Linked DNA regions of Sus scrofa: region 2 is linked to region 1. The links are chromatin contacts, called in public HiChIP or PLAC-seq maps. All regions are on one chromosome and are shown on one strand. Each heading gives the region's core, a stretch centred on a gene start, on an enhancer-like site or on the middle of the called end of the contact. The rest is flanking DNA. Distances are from core to core; before and after follow the strand shown. Region 1 has its middle 26 kb from the start of USP38. Region 2 has its middle 14 kb from the start of INPP4B.

Region 1 (6,762 bases), core at 2,529-5,028:
GAAGTGTTAGATGCCTTGGTGAATAGGGCCTGTTTAACTTAATGGAGTAATATATTATCACAGCCATCTGTCAAAACACAACAGCAATATATTGGCAGTATAATCATCTTTGGTTTGAAAATTGACTGACTAAGAAGCTGCTCTTGAGATCATGCCATTGAATTTAGCTCTAGAGATTGGGCATACTCTTGAAAGAGTCTTGATACATCAAGTGAAAAACTACTGCTTCTTTCAGGTTTCTTTTCTCATTTAGATGAAAATTTTGATTATTGCTAAATATTTTCGAAAGAACATAATAGATGAAGGCCAAAATTGAAAGATTCAGAACAATTCATATAGTCTTTCAGAAAGTTTCATCAGTAGATTTAATTAGCTTTATAGGAGATTGTTAATCTCATCAAATTCTATAGAGGAAACAGGAATGAATTCATGTATATTTATTTTGTCACATTATGCTTGTTTTTCTCCTGTTGCTACCTGTGGGAACTGCTGTCGTGAGTCTAAAAGTTAAATATATTATTAGTTATATTTATTGTTAAAACTTATTTTGAGTTAAATACCAGTTGTTTTCATATGTGCTAAAAGCCTGTCTGCCATACAAAAATAAATAAATAAATAAACATAAACACTTTTTTAGATTGGTGCACTTTAAAAATTCTAGACAGAGATAAAGAAGGCATAAATTTAGGTTCCAAATGTTTTAGACAGAATTGAAGCATTACTTACTAACAAATATTTCTTTTGAAATAAGATTCTTAGTATTTTGAATAGAGACAGAATTTGAAAAATACCTTTGTTTTTAGAATTGTCTCTAGCCTTCAGCATTTAAAATATTCTCTGAACAAGTTTCCTTCTCAACTCTTCAAATGCATGCATACAATGACATAAATTGTGACCAGGACTTGTGTGATGATATGGAAACTTTGCCTTTTAACTTTTTTATTTTTGGTATAATATCAGTTAAAGTTGCACATTTCATTTTATCTCTGTACAAATAATGCTGCTTCATTGATTTTGTGGTTTCATCTGTGAAGGAACTAATCTGGATCTTCCAATCTCTATCTTTTATAACTTTTTAATAATATATCTCAAGGTGGGATTATATGACAGATGAAATTACTTCAAAGAAAGCAGTAATGAAGACATTAGTTATCCCATAAGGTTTGGTTTGCTGCAGAATCTTTTAAAAGCAGAGCAGACTCAACTGCAAAAATGAGGTGTTCTGAATATTTTTTTCCTCTGCATCTTTTGAGGTGATGATCAAGAGAATAGCATTGCCTTGTTTGTTTAAAGAGTGAAAAACACTAATTTTGTGTGTTTGATTAAAAATGTGGTTAAAATAATAGAGAAAATGCTTCTTCATGCAATTTTTTTTTCAGGGCATGATAAAAAGGTTGATTAAAGTTCTTTAGTTTATTGACAATTCAGAGTTTTAAAAATGCTTATCAAAAATTCAGTAGTACTTTGTTTTTCTTCTTAGTGGACTTCCTTTGGTATTGAAGACAGTTGTAAATATTCATCTCCTTTATGTTTTGGATAATCAACAAAGAGTCAGGAACTATAGTCTTGTAATAAATGGTCTTAACCACTTACTTTGGCCAAACTTAATGAGTATGAATAGTATTTGCTGTGGAGGAGGTTTGCCAATATTTTGAAAATGTGATTTCTGTCTGAAAGTTGATAACGAGTCCTTGACCTGATACTAATTTTCAGTTAGATCCAATCTGGGTAGACCTTTCTGCTCCATATGTGATGAACTCAGATACCATGAACTGTTCACTTCATAGTTCACTGCATTTCTATTTTATGCTAATGTGTTTTAGATCAGACACTGTGTGGGGCAGTGGTATGAAGAAAGGGCTGATGAGGCACAAGATAAGACATAAGGAAACCAGGTAGGATGCCATGACCAGCCAGTTAGGCTGCTAGCCAAGAAAGAACAGATTTCAACAAATATAATGCAAATAAGGATGATGTTAATAAACTAATCTTTATTTACTGAGTGCTTTTTATGTGCTAGGCGCAACGCTATGTACTGTACATGGATTGTTGCATTTAATGCTCACTATGTATGAAATAGATTCCATCCCCACTTTACAGAGAAGAAAAATGTTATGTAGTCAGAAAGTGTGATTTGGCCTCAGAGCTTGGGCACACAACCACCATACAACAGAAAGAAATATTTAAGAGGTAGAATTAATTAATTAATTAATTTATTTATTTTTGGTCTTTTTGCCTTTTCTAGGGCCGCTTCCTGCAGCATATGGAGGTTCCCAGGCTAGGGGTCTAATCAGAGCTGTAGCCACCGGCCTACGCCACAGCCACAGCAATGCAGGATCCGAGCCGCGTCTGCAACCTACACCACAGCTCTCAGCAATGCTGGATCCTTAACCCACTGAGTGAGGCCAGGGATAGAGCCCACAACCTCCTGGTTCCTCATTCGTTAACCACTGAGCCATGACGGGAACTCCAAGAGGTAGAATTTAGCAACTGATTAGAAGCAAGGAGGATAGTGATGGAGAGCTAGGTGTAACTCTTTGGACTCTGGATTGGGTACCCTGGTAAAGGATAATGCTGTCTCTGGGTCAGGGAATACAGAATGAGGAACTTGTTGGAAGATTAGGGAGTTCCGGATATCTTGAGTTTGAAGTGCCTTTGAGAGACATCAAGAGAGGTCAAATAGGTTATGTGGCTCTGGAGCTCTGGCAGGAATCTGGGTCAGAGTGCTTGGCATGATGCCGAGGGCACAGAATAACTGTCAATGAGTATTTGTTGGATGAATGACAGACAGATGGAGTGGGGGGATAAGAATGGGAGGGATTGAGAGGGAGCTCAGAGATTGTTAATTATAAGGGTACAGTTGGTACTTGGGACTGTAGGAGTGGGTACAATTTCTCAAGGACAGTGTATCAAATGAAAACAGAAGAGAATCCAGAATAACTCTGCAGCAAGCCAGTATTTAAGAGTCAGGTAATGGAAGAGGAACTTGAAAAGATGACTGAGAAGGAGAACTTTAAGAGAACAGTATCACAGAAGCCAGGAAATTAAAGGATTTTAAGTCTATTATTAATATATTAAATGCCATAAAAAGAGGCCAAATAAAATCATGCTTATAAATAGCTAACAACTTATATGGCTCTTACTATATGTCAGGCAACGCTTTAAGGGTTTTATATGTATTAGCTTTTCAAGTTAAATCTGTGATATTGTTATTTTTATTAACCATGTTTTATGGATAAGAAAACAGACAAAGTAACTTGCCTAAGGCAAAAGCAGAGTCAAGATTGTGGACCCTGAAAGTGAAAGCAAGGTTGGTGTTTTTTTTTTTTTTGTTTTGTTTTTTTTGCTATTTCTTGGGCCGCTCCCGCGGCATATGGAGGTTCCCATGCTAGGGGTCGAATCGGGGCTGTAGCCACCGGCCTACGCCAGAGCCACAGCAACGCGGGATCCGAGCCGCGTCTGCAACCTACACCACAGCTCATGGCAACGCTAGATCCTTAACCCACCCACTGAGCAAGGGCAGGGACCGAACCCGCAACCTCATGGTTCCTAGTCGGATTCGTTAACCACTGCGCCATGGCAGGAACTCCAAGGTTGGTGTTCTTAAGCCACTGTGATATTCTTGCTCATGGAAGCAGGGGCCAGAATGAATCTACTAAATGTGATGGGAAGTCATTTATGACTCAGAGAATGCAGGTCACTGAGACTTGTAATTTGGGGCCTGAAGCCATGACAAGCAATGGGCAAGTTCCTGCACTTTTATAAAAGGAGTATTTCCTCCTTTAATAGAGAGGAAGAGGAAGTTGGGCAGGCTGTAGTAAACAAAGAGGCCATGGCTTTTCACAGGCCATGAGTCCTTGCCAGGAAAAAAGAGGAGTCTTTCTTCTTCCTCTTGGGCTCTGCTATTATCACAGAGCATGAGGGTGCCCACTTCCTATCTCCCAACTCTTATCTAATTGAGGTTTCTGTTTATTAATTTCTTTTTACAATTCATAGGCACAGGAGGTGGTTGGAGTTGCATCATTTGATGGCAGTGATATTTTGAGCTGGCTGGATTCTTGTTCTTTCAGAGATGTTTCCTGTTCACATCTTCCTTCAGTTACGTGAACTACAATAAATCTTTTCTCTTTCTTATAATGTCTCTTGCTCAAATCGCTTGCCACACATACTCTGCCTAAGAAGAATCTCTCGAGGGAACTTGAGGAGCATGGAATGGAGAGTTTTGGGATTCTAGGTTAGCAGTGATGGGAAAAACCAAAATAGGATCCAACTAGAGACAGATAAAACTGACAAACAGAGGCCCTAACTGAATCAGGAAACCATTTCCTTCATTTGAAATTGCTGTTTTGTTTCCATCACTCCAACCCACTATAGAACGTGGAAGTCAGGGAGTGAGATAAAATTCATCAAAAATAGTTATACTAACTCTTTGAATAATTGCTTTTTAGTTAGGTGACCTAACTAGCAATAGTTTTTGAGGCAAATTTCATTGTATTTATCAAAAATTAAGTACCTTTAAAATTTTTAAGTTAAGGATTGTCAAAGATAAAATTAATGTTTGATTTACTTGGAGTTATTTAAATTCTGAAAGAAATCCTAACCCTCAGCCAAATGCTTCATCATAGATTGTTCGCCCTATTAAGGACATCTTCCCAATTAAATCTGTGAGCACTAATGTACTATAGGCATTCTCTATGATTTCACACTTAAATGACTAGCTAGCTTATCAAAAAATAGAATCTGACTCCAGGACATGTGGTATTCACACAGGTCATCAGTGTGTGATTATATAGTTTGTTGTCTGCCATTCCCATAGATAAATGTTCATGATTTTGTAGAATTTTACAGCTCACGTATTCTTTTTTTATACTTAAAAAAATTATAGTTGATTTACAATGTTGTGCCAATTTTTGCTGTTCAGCAAAGTGACCTAGTCAAACATATATATACATTCTTTTTCTCTTGTCATTCCCCATCATGCTCTATCCCAAGGACTGGACATATTTCCCTATGCTGTACAATAATACCTCATTGCCTGTCCATTCTAAATGTAGTAGTTTGCATCTACTAACTCCAAACTCCCTGCCCATCCCACACCCTCACCTCTCCCCCTGGCAACCACATGTCTGTTCTCCTTGTCTGTGAGTCTGTTTAGCAAATTTCAGTTTATAATACAATGTTATCAACTATAGTCACAAGAGTTGACATGGATCATAGTTTCCCAAAGGGCTTTTAAAAATCTTTTTTTTTTTTTAATTCAAATCATTCTAGTGGATTTCCTAATACCCCGCATCTTTGGCAAGATTTGCAGTGTCACTTTACAATAATTTGCCATCTGTGGTCAGATATTTAAAGCTAGCCTCTCAAATTCACTATGCCATTATTGTTCTAGGTATAGTGCTAGAACCCATGATACAGGAATGAAGAGAATCTTTTTGCCATCAAATAGCCCATAGTCCAATGGACAAGGTAGACTTTAATGAAATAAGAACAGTGCACTCTGATTCATGTTTGTGAGAAATGTTTGTGCTGGGAACAGAAAGGAGGAAGTAATGAATGATTTAAGGGAAGGCTTCACTGAGAAAATGAAGTATGAACTAATTCTGAAGATTGTTGAGTAGAAATTCATTTAAACAATACATTTAAGAACACTAAATTATAGAGATAACATTTTCATTCTAGGAAATGCTCTTAAAATCTACAAATGAGGGCAACATCAAGAAAAGGTCACTCTAAGACATGACTGAAATATGCAGCTAAGGAGATAGTGATAAGAGGCTTATTCCTAATTAACTTTTTTTTAAACAGAAGTATAGTTGATTTACAATGTGTGTTACTGAGGCAAATATGATAACCACTACAGTATGGAAACGAAGCCTACAATGTTTTGTTAGTTTCTGGTGTACAGCAAAGTGATTCAAATACATATATTCCTAATTAACTATTTTTATATTTTAAAATTCTGTCAGAGACACACAGAGATGAGAAAATAGGAGATCCCATTGTGGCTTGGTGGGTTAAGAACCCGACATAGTGTCCATGAGGATGTGGGTTCGATCCCTGGCCTCACCCAGAGGGTTAAGGATCTGGCATTGCCACAAGCTGTGGTGTAGTTCACAGATGCAGCTTGGATCTGGTGTTGCTGTGGCTGTGGCGTAGGCCAGCAGCTGCAGTTCTGATTTGACTCCTAGCCCAGGAACTTCCGTATGCTGCAGGTACAGCCATAAAAAGAAAAGAAAAGAAAAGGAAAAGAATGGAAATAAATATATATGTACTAAAATAATATGATATGAAATTTAGGAGCTATAATACTTCGAAGAAAGGAAAAATTAGAGTAATGTGGAAAGTTCTGAAATTTTTTAAAAGAAGTGAAGCTTGATAGTCTTGAAGATGAGAAGGAGTTGAGTAGATGGGGAGCAAGGAAGTTGATCACAATAGTACCATGAATGCCCAGAAGGAAAGAATGACCAGAAGGAAGGAATGATTAATAGAATCAAACGTCTCAGAGCCCCAACAGGATAAAGATTGAAAGGAGACCAACAACTTGGAGGCTATTGGTGATATTCCAAGAAGAGGTTTGGGTTGGAGGCAGGGGGTTCTCAGGATAAGTAGATTTGCACTGAGTTAGAGGAGGAATGGGAAATAATAAATTGAGCAAAAAAAATGAAGAGATACAATGGTGCCTTAGATTGTTTAGTAGGAAGCCATTTGTTTGAAGTGCTAGATTAAGGAAGTATTAATGGTTGAAGAATTAAAGGAAAA
Region 2 (6,762 bases), core at 3,195-5,694, 170 kb after region 1:
CCTAACTCATCAAAGATGGGAACCTTGGAACCATATGCTGGATATGTTATCTCCAAAAAATAATAATAATAATAATAATGCCTGTTTTAGAACCAAATATCTATTTTATTGGTGACACTAGTAATAATTCAACAAAAATCTCAGAGAAATAAAACAGAGCTCCCTCCTCATACTATATTAAACCTGATATAAACTATGTACAAGATCAAGAATAAAATTCTTTAATGGACCAGATATTAGGAAGTTTCAACACAGCTGGACAAAGCTACCATTTTTAATGAGCTCTTTTTAAATTCTGTGAGATGACGATAGAAAGATCATGGAGTCGTGAGGGTCAAAGTGATCTTTGTGTGATTCACCGAAATCTAATTATGTGCAGAAGGAAGCTACATAATTCATTTTATACTAGATTCTTCAGAAAATACTTAAGTTCAAATATAAAGCCTCTGGAGTCAAGGGTTTTGGAAGAAAAGAGATGAGCTCATTAGGGTAAATGTGGTTATCTGCAGGTGACTGGTCAGCATAATTAATGTTCTTTGGGGAACAAGGGGGAATATTTGAATCAGAAAAGTTATACTGCCTTGTACATGTACCAGATTTAAAAGGAAGATGTAAGATATTATTGAGTTCCTAGCTATGAAGTTGATATATGTTAATATTATTGGTAGTAAGTTCATCAGAGATGATAGCAACCTCTTTGAAAATTTGGAATAGTAATCTAAAATTTAATAAGTCTTTATCACTAAATCATGAGATTTGCTGTAGCATGTCCGAGTTGACCGTATTGAGATTGGATCTGCCAGTAGAATTGTTAAATCCTTCTTCTGGTAGGTATAATGAAGAAGGCGGCAGTAAGAGAGCAAAAAGGTCAACCTAGTAAGCAAAAAACTTCAGGTAACGAGTATGCCAAGGAGAAGCAGATACCAGTAGTCCAGCGAAGTAGTTCATATCAAGGAGGAGTTTTAATACCAACTAACTGTGTGGGGGGGGCAAATTTGTCTAATAGACATGAACAATCTAGGAGCGCAATCAATATACAGAAAGTGGAAAGACAGGCAGGTTGGTGTGAGGAAATCCTCTCAGCAGAGTTCTAATCACAGGGAACCCCCCCCCCGAAAGTACGATGATGGATATCACAGACTGGCTTGCTCAGAATTTCTACCTCTTTCTAGTATGGCTTCCTATTCTTCAGAGGATGGCAAACGAAAATATACCTTTCCCACATTTCTGGATGTGATTTACGTTCTGCCAACCAGATGCCTTTACGTAAGACTAAAATCCAGAACTGAAATAAGAGTGGAGGGAACATGGCACGTGGCTCCTCTTTTTTGCTGATGCAGATTGAAGTGGAAGCGATTTGATCCTGAGCTCGCAGCTGTCATCATGACTTCCTGCTTCCTCAGGCAGCTTCCTGATTATGGCCAGAGCAGCAGCAGTTCTGCATCATGACTCAAGATTTTTTTTTTTTTTTCCTGGAAGATCAGACTAAATTCTCTTCAGTTTATAAACAACTTTATAAGCCATTTAATATCTCATAAAAGAAATTCCTTTGTGCTAACACAATCTAGGGTAGGTTTTGTTCTCTTATAATTGAACCTTCACAGGGTAATGACTGGCTATAGTGATCATAAGCAACAGAATTTCAAAGAAATGAGATTCTAACATTGGCTGGCTCACCAGTTGGAAATAAAGGCAGCTAAGGTTCTGCTAGAATCATAAAATAGACACTGGTGCACACTAGTGATGCAGAAACTTAAATCATCCATTGGCATTGTGTGGAATAAGAGGCTTATTAAGGATAAGGTTTTGGTGGCTTAAGTGATGATGGTCATTATGGGAAGAAAAAGAATGTAAAGACTTGTGGGGCAGTGGGGTGGATTTTTCTATCTGTTCCATGGAACTTAAAGGACAAATAATAAAGTGCTATTGAAAGTGTTCTGCTCAAGTTATGGTCAGAGAATCAGAGAACTTCTATGGCATGCTATAGGACTCTCCTCTGTCTTATAGCTGTTGAACTGGCAGCCAAAAGAAATAGAGCCAGATCCTTTGAGCTTCTGAACCACAGTGTAGGGTGGATTCAGATCTGTTATGTGAACAAGAGGGCATCTGAGGGAAAGAATGGGACCAGAGAAACAAATAGAGAAATTGGTAGAGGCTTAACGTCTCTGAGTACTTCAGAAGCCCTCATTCCACCAAGTATTCCTTGAAAGCAGAAGCAAACTTGTTTCCTGTTTCATGAGGCTGCTCCTTTCTTGCCAGAAGTTTCTGTGATGGCTCCACTTGAGGGAGATGCCAGCCCTCCTTGAGCCCCACACCCCAGCATTGGCTTCAGAGCCACACAGCTAGAATCCAACTCCAGCATGCTGGTGTGGTGGCAAACACAGTCAAAGCTGGAGAGAAGAGCTTTATACAACAGAGAAAATCACAAGATTTTGCCCATTTGTGATGGCAAAAACCTGCAATATGTGTGGGAATGGATTCCGAGGGTGTCAGACCAAGAAGGGAGAAGCTTAATTTTAGATCGGGTTGATTATTTTGCATGGGGTGCAGTTGCCAGAGATTCTGGGTTCAATATGCTCACTTGAGCAGCTCAGAACGTTTGATAGAAATGTGGGTATATGGGATAGAAATGTGGCCAATAGCTATCATGCCCCTAGCCATATCCACAGTAATGGTCAAGGTGTAAGCTATAATGCCAGAAATTTCTTGGGATAATGTAGAGAAAAAGACATAAAGATAAGGAAACATTGGGGTACATTTATACATGCAAATCAGTCATCTACACCTACTTATGTCTCCCAAGAGAGACTAAAGGATACCTCCTTCAACGAGGCACTGCCTCCACCAAGAAATACCTGGAGGAGTTCCTGTCGTGGCTCAGCAGGAAGAAACCCAACTAGTATCCATGAGGATGCAGGTTCGATCCCTGGTCTCGCTCAGTGGGTTGGGGATCTGGCATGGGGGTGATCTGTGGTATAGGTTGCAGACGTGGCTTGGATCTGGAGTTGCTATGGGTGTGGTGTAGGCCAGCAGTTACAGCTCTGATTTGACCCCTAGCCTGGGAACCTCCATATGCCGTGGGTGTGGCCCTAAATAGACAAAAAAGAAAAAGAAAAAGAAATACCTTGAGAAGTGTTTGGAGTAGTTGTCCCGTGATGGTAGGAGCTGCCTGATTTCTGTGGAGTGGATGGGGTTCCAGGTGGCAAAGGGCAAGGGAAGACACAATGCAGGACCCAAGACAGATGGAATGGATGTGGTTGCCATAACAGGCAGCAGGGCCAAAGCGATGACCATAGGTTTTGAATGTCCGGGATGTTTGACGGGACAAGAGGTGCCTAAGACTTAAAGAAACATGTGGGTCTTATTATCATCCTCCTCGATCTGCATAAACAACCCCCAAACAAAAGCAAAACTCTAAATGACCTAAGTGACTATAATTATGAGTGATAGCGCTTTCCTGGTTCATAGACCCACAGCCCATAAATGAATGGACCCTATGATAGGGCTGCAAGCACTGTTCACCATCTTTCTATTCCATTAACAAGGACCTGCAGTCATCTGTCAGGAGAGCAGCTATGCCCAGGAGAAGGGAGCCAGCCAGATCTTTGCGGGATTATTGACATCAGCTGTAGCGTTAATACTTTTTATTTTTTGCTTTTTGTCTTTTTAGGGCCTTTCTTCGATATTAACATTACCTTGAGAAAGGCAGAGGGAATAATCCCATCCCTAGCCCCATCCTCCCTCATTCGGCTCTCACGTTCTACCAGCAAGAAGACTGATGGGTCTTGGAAACAATATCAATGATCAGAAATCTAATGAGAGAGTGGTTCTAATTGAAGCTGATGTTCCGTATGTGGTTTCTTTTCTTTCTTTCTTTCCTTCTTTCTTAATTTCTTTCTTTCTTTCTTTCTTTCTTTCTTTCTTTCTTTCTTTCTTTCTTTCTTTCTTTCTTTCTTTCTTTCTTTCTTTCTTTTTTTTTTTTCTTTTTTTTGTCTTTTGTCTTTTTAGGACCACACCCGTGACATGTGGATGTTCCCAGGCTAGGGGTCGAATTGGAGCTACAGCCACCAGCCTATACCACATCCAAGGCAACACAGGATCTGAGCCACATCTGCGACCTACACCACAGCTCACGGCTTCACAGGATCCTGAACCCACTGAGCGAGACCAGGGATTGAACCCGCAACCTCATGGTTCCTAATCAGATTTGTTTCCGCTGTGCCGCGACGGGAACTCCCATATGTGATTTATTTTCTGACGTCATTGGACACAGATTGTGATGCCTGATATGGAATTTCCAAGTTGGCAACAGCTTTTTCAAAATTAAATACCCCAAATAAGAAGAGACCACAAATGCAGTTTCCTTTTAAGTAACAAGGGCAGCCGTGGACAACAGGCTCCATCCATGCTGTGGCTCTGTGTGGTAATTTAGGTCAGAGATTGGCTAACTTTTCCTGTAAAGAGCTGAAGAGTAAATATTTTAGGCTTTGTCGGCTACATATAGTCTCTGTTGCATATTTTCTTCTTCCTCTTTCTTTTTTTCTAAAAAAAAAAAAAAACCACCTCAACAAAGTCAAAACCTCTCAGCTTGCAAGCTTTACTGAAGCGGGCCAAGGGTCAGACTTGGCCTGCAGGCCATGAGTCGCTGCTCCCTGATTTGGCTCTTGGGCTCCTTGGCCATCTCACCAGTCCACAGGATTTCACTCTGCTCCATTGTATGGATCATGCTGTAATTAGGGATCCAGGAGGCAGAAAGTAGACCTGCAGGTCCTGGGAAGGCACACCGATGCCACAAATGGAAGAGAGATCCTCTCAAAGTTCAGTGATCTCTTTCCAAGTCAAAGGGCCACTTACCAGAAGGTTTTTTTTTTTTTTTCTTTTTTTGTTTTTAGGGATGCACCCGTGGCATATGGAAATTCCCAGGCTAAAGATCCAATTGGAGCCACAGCCGCTGACCTACACCACAGCTCACAGCAACACTGGATCCTTAACCCACTGAGCCAGGCCAGGGATCGAACCTGCGTCCTCATGGGTTTCTGCTGCACCACAATGAGAACTCCCAGAAAGTTGTTTTTATATCTGGTTTTCAGAAACCAGGAAAACCATTCAGGAGTATTGGACACAAGCTCTGCAAGGAGGAGCAATAACTGTGTCTTGAAGGCGGCACCTCCAATGTGGTGTGAGGGTCCTCAAACCCTTTCCATCAAGTGCCTTTGGAACTGAGAGACGGCTGGGCAGACACAGGATATCAAATGGCTCCAACTGCAAAGAGGGGAAAAATGCAGTAGCCAAGAACCAGGGGCTCGATGAAGTAGGTCCTGTCGCATTTTTGATCTTGAGCCTATTTCTCTAATAAGACATTTTGACTGAAGGTATTGTCTGACATTGGCATAGAAGGAAGCCAAAACTTGACTTTAATTTTATTCCTCAGTTTCCCCGGGAAAAAATTGTAAAAATAGCTATAGTCCAAGGTCACTTTAAAGAAAGAAACATTCAGAGTTTGGTGAAAACCATGTAATTGTGTAGTTATGCAAGCAGAGATGGCTTTTCTTCTTTATTCATTTTAAGAACAGTTTGAAGTCGTTTGTGTATAATAAAAATTTAGCCTTACTTAGATAAATAAACTACAGCCTCCCTGGCATATAGATTATCAAAGGACAATCGTAAAGTGGTTTACTATTTTACATAGTATGCTTTCTCTTTCAGAATTAATAAAAGCCACAATGCATGCTTTATTATAAAAAGCAGAACAAAAACTGGGCAGTGTTTTCTTCTTTCAGAAAAACAAAACCAAACAGTGAATAACATATTAGGAATTTGACCTGAACTGTAAGAGATTTGACTTTCTTGCTGTGTCGCCTTAACCCCATCTGTAAGCGTGTTCCGTAGTGATGACAAGTACTTGAACCTCTTTCTTTGATTTCATAACTTTTAGCAGAAACATATATTTTCACTGCATGTGTGTATGTTTTCACCAAAGCTATTTTCTTACGTATTTGAATGTGCATTTGTTTCATTAAGGATCTTTACTAGCCTGGTGCCTGATATCCCTCTCAAGCTGAAATTCCTAACTCACAGTTCCCCACTCTCATAAACAATACCAGGTTGCTCTTAAAAAAAAAATATTTAAGTATAGTTGACTTACAATATTGTATTAGTTTCAGGTGTACAGCAAAATAAATCTGTTATATATATCAGTTATATATATATGTGTATATATGCATCTCCATTCTTTTTCCCCATATAGGTTATTACAGAATATTGAGTAGACTTTCCTTGCTATACAGTAGGTCCTTGTATTTATTTAATTTAATTTAATTTTTTCTTTTTTGGCCACACCCGCCTGTGGAATAAAGAAATTCCTGGGCTGGGGATTAAACCCGTACCACAGCAGTGACCTGAGCTGCTATAGTGACAATGCCAGATCCTTAACCTACTGTGCCACAGGGAAACTCCTATTTTATATAGTAGTGTGTATATGTTAATTCCACCCCCTAATTTATCCCTCCCTGCCACTGATTCTCCTTTGGTAACCACAGATTTGATTTCAAAATCTGTAATTTTATTTGTTTTATAAATAAGTTCTTGGTATCATTGTTTAAATTAGTTTCCATATATAAGTGATATCTTACGGTATTTGCCTTTCTCTGTCTGACTTACTCCACTGAGTATGATACTCTCTAGAGAAGTGTGGACACTTGATCAAAGACTAGCCTAGCTATACAATGTATAGAGTAACTTCTTGCAAGAGGCTCTCTTCTT

Evidence for each region. HiChIP or PLAC-seq counts read pairs in DNA pulled down with a chosen protein or histone mark.
Region 2: an H3K27ac HiChIP or PLAC-seq map of alveolar macrophages shows a contact between it and region 1. The contact joins two enhancer-like sites. A contact is called at or near these places in 1 of 47 Hi-C or Micro-C datasets (embryonic fibroblasts) and 1 of 2 datasets of contacts at active chromatin or transcription factors (alveolar macrophages).

The regions. Positions count from the first base shown.
Region 1 is chr8:84,624,078-84,630,839 of Sscrofa11.1, forward strand. No RefSeq gene overlaps it. Among named protein-coding and RNA genes, the nearest start is that of USP38, 26 kb to the left of the region's middle. Within about 2 kb of position 3,779, at least 2 of the 83 cell types and tissues checked have an H3K27ac peak or open chromatin away from gene starts, as enhancers often do. A contact at or near this core is called in alveolar macrophages, where this site is marked.
Region 2 is chr8:84,794,792-84,801,553 of Sscrofa11.1, forward strand. No RefSeq gene overlaps it. Among named protein-coding and RNA genes, the nearest start is that of INPP4B, 14 kb to the right of the region's middle. Within about 2 kb of position 4,445, at least 3 of the 83 cell types and tissues checked have an H3K27ac peak or open chromatin away from gene starts, as enhancers often do. A contact at or near this core is called in alveolar macrophages, where this site is marked.